Regions from separate parts of the Sus scrofa genome. Here region 1 is linked to region 2. The links are chromatin contacts, called in public HiChIP or PLAC-seq maps. All regions are on one chromosome and are shown on one strand. Each heading gives the region's core, a stretch centred on a gene start, on an enhancer-like site or on the middle of the called end of the contact. The rest is flanking DNA. Distances are from core to core; before and after follow the strand shown. Region 1 overlaps PLXDC2 (plexin domain-containing protein 2). Region 2 overlaps PLXDC2 (plexin domain-containing protein 2).

Region 1 (2,700 bases), core at 7-2,506, 150 kb before region 2:
TATCTTTCAGGGTAGATTATAAGTTTGTTTCTCTTAATAATTGGAACGTTGCTCTGTGACTTCGCTCTGTGTGTGTGTGTGTGTGTGTATTTTGTGTGAATGTGTGTTTAGAGGTGGGGGAGGGGAGCCGAGGAAGTGAATGAGTAGAGAAGGAAGTAAAAGATGAAAAAGTGACTTGTCAGGTTCAGATAATTTAATGATATTTATGAACAGACCATAAGGCAGTAACTTTGTGCTTTCTTAAATTATCTGTCCTATTTTAATTTTGTAATGCATTGCAAAGGCCAAAACAACAGAATGCAAAATTAATGAGTTTTGTTTCATAAACATGCAGAAATGCTAATGTGATTATAAATGTGCATCCATCTATCAGCTTATAACTGAACTTGTTAAGTCATTTATCATTTTTGTCTATGTAAATGGCTTTGTCATATGCTTTACTGTAAATCAGAAACATAGGTGTCTCCTTTTACTTTTTTGCAATTTTTTTTTTTTTTAGTTTAGTTTACTTCTTGTTCACATAAGGCTCTTGATATTTAACCTGACAAGATATTAGTAAAAAGTCACTAGCATAAAACAAGTTAGTCTTTTATCACTTGCATTTTGGTAAAAAAAAGAAGGGAAAAAAAAGTTGTAATTCGGTGAACCTATGACATGTTTTCTTAATAAAACTTGCAGGCTCGAAACACTCGCTTGTGTGTTCAGAATAGATGATATAATGCTTTGTTAATATATAACATAATTACAATAGCACACATTTTTAATATTTTAAATATTAACTTTGTAGTGTTTTCTAATATATAGTAATAAATACAGCATTTGAAATTTGTCATCAAGTATATTTAAGTCCCTAAGACAAATCAGCTTGTTGGTCTCCCTAATGGAGGTTTTGAACCAATTTTGAGAAGTGTTTCTTAGTTTGTTTTTTTTTTCCAATAATGCACCAAAGGGTATTGGAAGTCTAAAGGAATAATGTATGCAGACCTCTAGCTTCTTTTTTTAAAGACCACTAGCTTTGGATATAACCCACAACTGCAATAGTAAAAGCCATACTAATAGCATCTAATTTAAGAAAGTGAGGACTCTTATCAGCAAATAAGAGAAATCTAACTTGAACTGGCTTAGTCAAAGCAGGGAATTTGGGGAGCAGCCTCGCAGAGCCCAAGAAGAGCAATGTGGTACGGCCCTGGGGACAGGGCTTCCAGTCAGAGATTCTCTCTCTCCATCTGTCATTCTTGGACCTGTCTGCGCATTTCCAGTCAGGCTTCTGTTTGGCTGGTCCACGTGGCAGGACACACAGTGAGTGCCATCTTCAGGCGTCAGCCACTCTGGAAGCGTTCAGCCTGACATACTCCCAGCTCAGAGTTTAAAAGTCCTGTCAAAGGATTTCCTTGTCCACCTTGGGACCACAACACTGTGGCCAGGAGGCCAGGTTCCATGAAACCTTCCCTTTGTACGGTATGAATGAAATCGTGGTGCTCCCTTGTTTAAAGTCTTCCAGTGACTTTCCATCAAATTAAATGGAGCATCCAATCTTTTCCCCATGGCCTGCAAGGCTCTGTGTGAGCAGGCTCCGCCTATCTATCTGATCCCATCATAAACTACAGTGTTTGTTTTTCACTTCCTCTCACGCAGGATATGCTTCCCACGCGGGCCCTCCTGTTTCCTTCTTGTTATTCCGGTTTCAGTTCACTTGGCATCTTTTCACAATGGCCTGTGATGCACTCAGTAGATAGGGGCCACTCTCTGAAATCACCCCCCCCTTCACACTAAAACAGTTGTTTTTTTATCTTTTCCACATCGTATTGCCTCTGTTGCCTTTAGATGGCAGGGACCCAGTTCACTGTTCATTGCTGGATCCTTAGCTCAGGGCTTGGCACACTGCATGTCTCAACCACGATTCATTTCAGGAATGAGCTCTTTTCTTTCAATGCCAGATGGAGTTAGACTGGGATCAGGGGCAGCTCCACTTCAAGAAGAAGAAGAGGGAGTGGGGAGGCAAACTAAAGGGCAGGCCATTGCATACTTATATGGCGCTTTAACTCTACAAAGAATTTTACTGTATAATATCTCATTTAATCTTCGCACCAAGTCAATATTTTTCCCCAAATTTTAAAGATGTGGTAAAAGGTATATAAAATTTATCATCTTAACCATTTTGAAGTGCACAGTTCAGTGGTATTAAATGCAATTATAATGTGCAACCATCACCACCATCCATCTCCATAACTCTTTTCATCTTGTTAAAATAAAACTTTACTCATTATTCAGTAACTCCCCATTTCCCATCTCCCAACAACGACCATTCTACTTTTCATGTCTATGATTTTGACTGTCCTAGTACCTCATATAAGTGGATTCATACAGTATCTGTATCTGTCCTTTGTGACTTTTATTTCCCTTGGCATGATGTCCTCAGGGCTTATTCATGTTGTAGAGTGTCAGAATCCCCTTCCTTTTTTTTGTTTTTTTTTTTTTTGGCCTTTTGTCTTTTTGTCTTTTGTTGTTGTTGTTGCTATTTCTTGGGCCGCTCCCGCGGCATATGGAGGTTCCCAGGCTAGGGGTTGAATCAGAGCTGTAGCCACCGGCCTACGCCAAGCCACAGCAACGCTGGATCCGAGCCGCGTCTGCAACCTACACCACAGCTCACGGCAACGCCAGATCGTCAACCCACTGAGCAAGGGCAGGGACCGAACCCGC
Region 2 (2,762 bases), core at 130-2,629:
GCCTAGGAGTGGGCGTTTAGGCACAGGCTTGGCCCATCGAGGGGAGTTCACCAGCTTGATAATCTCTCGATGGAAAAAGAGAAGATTCCTGGCAGAACAAATTACATGTGCAGGGGACGAGTCTTAGGAGGGCGTGACATGGTGAGACGTCTCAGATGCTGACCAACTGTCCCAGTTTACCTGGAATCGAGGGGTTTCCCGGGATGCAGAACTTTCAGTGCTAAAAATGGGGCAGTTCTGGGCAAGCTGGAATGGCTGGTCACTCTAGGATTGTCTGTAATTTTTCTTACGGTTGGAGCCACGAAGTGGAAGGAGAAGGATGGTTGGAGATGGGTTTGGTGAGCATGGAAGTTTGCTGTAGGCACATTTTAGGCAGATCTGGGTGTTGCCTGGAGACCTCGAGGGTGGTATTGCATTGCTTCATTTTCTATCATTTTTAGCACTGCAAATCGTGAAATAGGATCTTGTTAGTACACTAGATATAACAAAAACAAACAGGTGAGTCTTATGGAATTAAGCAAAAAACAGTCAAATGAGAACAGAAGCTGTTTATTCAGTCTCTTTTAGCTTCCGTCACTTGGCCAGTGGCAGAGACTTAAAAACAGTCAGGGGCGTTGGAAAATTTTTCAGTTGAAACAAGAGAAGGCTCCAGGTATGCTCCAATTCTGGTTGTTGACATGAAGAAGCTGGACGTGGCAAGTCAGAAGAAGAACATCTCATGCGGTTGATTTTGGGAACATATTTGACTTCCTGTTGGTTAGTCTGGAGTGGGGCAGGGAGACAAAAAATAGAGAAGCTGTCAGTGAGGAATCAAGTTCTGCACCTTCTGGACTGATTGTTCCAGACTGTGTTTTGGCTCCCTGGACGGGTTGCTCTGGAGACTGGGGTCAGAGTTCTGATGTCATCCATGGTCTAGACATTGTCTGTTTGGGTCTTCTTTCAACCCCAACTTTCAGTTCCTACATCTCCCAGGTAATAATAGGCTTATATTATGAAAGAACGAGGCAACATTATTTTTACTGCCTTGAAATACTCATTATTTAGGAAAAGAAGTCAACTTCACGAAATAGATAACAACATGGTTCTACAGGTAGTATCACGGCATCATTTGGTTCCCTGGTGGTGAGAGGAATCTCAGATCTGAAGCACAGGCCATGGGAATGCTGTGTATGTGAGAAGCTCAACAATTTTAACAACGCTCCTCCATCTCCTTAGCTAGTATGTGACTCTGGTGGTCCCGGCCAAGCCCCTTAACCAGGCAACAGAGGATGTGCTAGGAGCAGAAGTCATAGCTATCTAGAAGAGGCTATTCTGACTCCTGCAGAGTGCCTGCTATTTTGGCAGCAATGTTGTTATAGCAACTCAGTGTAGGCAACATAATTCTTCCAGAAGCTGCTCTTTAGCCAGGGTGCAGTTTAAAGAAAGGAGAGCTCAACAGAAGCAGAGTGTTTACTCTCTGCCCAGAACCTAGTAACCTATTGAGATTAAAAGGGGAGAATCCAGACTCCTGGAATTTTGTCTTCTCCCTGCAGGATGCTGAATTTTTTGAATCATTTGTAAAACAGAAAATCCTTTTGCCTCGCAATGTATTAACACTCCTCAAAATACAATCCTATTGTTATTATAGACATGATTTTATTATTCAGCCAATTTTTCTCTTTTTCCACCTTAACAGAGGGAGACCACATTATGCCAGGTATTTTGAATCAATACAAAGCAGGAAAGATGGTAGGGGTACTCACATGTGGTGCTGAGAACTGCCAGGTGCTGCATGGGTATCATCTTGCCTGGTGCTCACATCAGCCTGGAGAGGTTTGCATGCCCAGGTTCACTGGCTAATATTAGTGACTTACATGAGTGTACCTTCAGCTCTAGGTTTAGTATTTTTCCTAAGGTCTCTCATTAATGAGTAAAGAGTTGCTGTTCAAACCCAGGCCTGACCAGCTGTCAAGATTTAGCCTTACTACTCAACTCTGCTTCTTCTAATATAAGAAAGAAAGAAAAAAAAAAAAAAAAAAAAAAGGCCGTTGGATTATGTAATGATTTTCAGCTGCAGCACCTGAATATGGAGTAAATTCAGGGTTTCAGTCTGGCTGGAAGGGGACTTGCCTTGTAGCTAGATTTCATAACAGGAGGATAGCTCTTGAGTTTATTTTTATGGGGTTCTGAGGTTTGATGGAGATAATTGGGGATCTCAAGTCCCCTAAGTCAACTCCTTCGCACCACCACTTGTTCTGGAAGCAAAAGCCTACATCTGAAACTTCTCAGCAAGGTTTGTTTTTCCTGGCCCTTAAAAATCATGTTTTTGAACATTGCTGCATCTCTATGGGGGAAAATAATTTTTGCCTGATTGAGTTAAATGGGAACAGGAAAGACAGGAAGTGAATGGTTATAGAGTGACTGCTCTCTGCTGGGCCTTGGGACAAGATCCTTCTTATCTTTTAGGAATAATCCTTTTATGTTGCTTAGTACAAGCAATGGGCATGAGAGAATATGTGTGCTTTTTCCTCTTAGAAGCTTCCAGAGTTGATGTCAGGAATCGGAATTGTTTTGCCTGAGAGCCCTGACTGTAGTAGCGGCTGTTAAAATCATCTGTGTCCCAGTGAGACCTAAACCGCCCGGAATGGTTCCCATGCACGGTCTCCTCAGCCTCTGCCATTGTCTGGACTTTCTATCCCACTTTCACGAAACGAAGACAAAGAAAACAAAAGACAACAGTATATTTACAATTTTGGCACAGATTCCTTCTGAGATCAACAAAG

The links. HiChIP or PLAC-seq counts read pairs in DNA pulled down with a chosen protein or histone mark.
Region 1: a contact with region 2 is called in an H3K27ac HiChIP or PLAC-seq map of alveolar macrophages. The contact joins two enhancer-like sites. A contact is called at or near these places in 1 of 47 Hi-C or Micro-C datasets (embryonic fibroblasts) and 1 of 2 datasets of contacts at active chromatin or transcription factors (alveolar macrophages).

The regions. Positions count from the first base shown.
Region 1 is chr10:54,654,272-54,656,971 of Sscrofa11.1, reverse strand. All of the region lies in intron 2 of PLXDC2 (plexin domain-containing protein 2), which reads left to right. Among named protein-coding and RNA genes, the nearest start is that of PLXDC2, 22 kb to the left of the region's middle. Within about 2 kb of position 1,256, at least 8 of the 83 cell types and tissues checked have an H3K27ac peak or open chromatin away from gene starts, as enhancers often do. A contact at or near this core is called in alveolar macrophages, where this site is marked.
Region 2 is chr10:54,500,823-54,503,584 of Sscrofa11.1, reverse strand. All of the region lies in intron 3 of PLXDC2 (plexin domain-containing protein 2), which reads left to right. Among named protein-coding and RNA genes, the nearest start is that of PLXDC2, 180 kb to the left of the region's middle. Within about 2 kb of position 1,379, at least 7 of the 83 cell types and tissues checked have an H3K27ac peak or open chromatin away from gene starts, as enhancers often do. A contact at or near this core is called in alveolar macrophages, where this site is marked.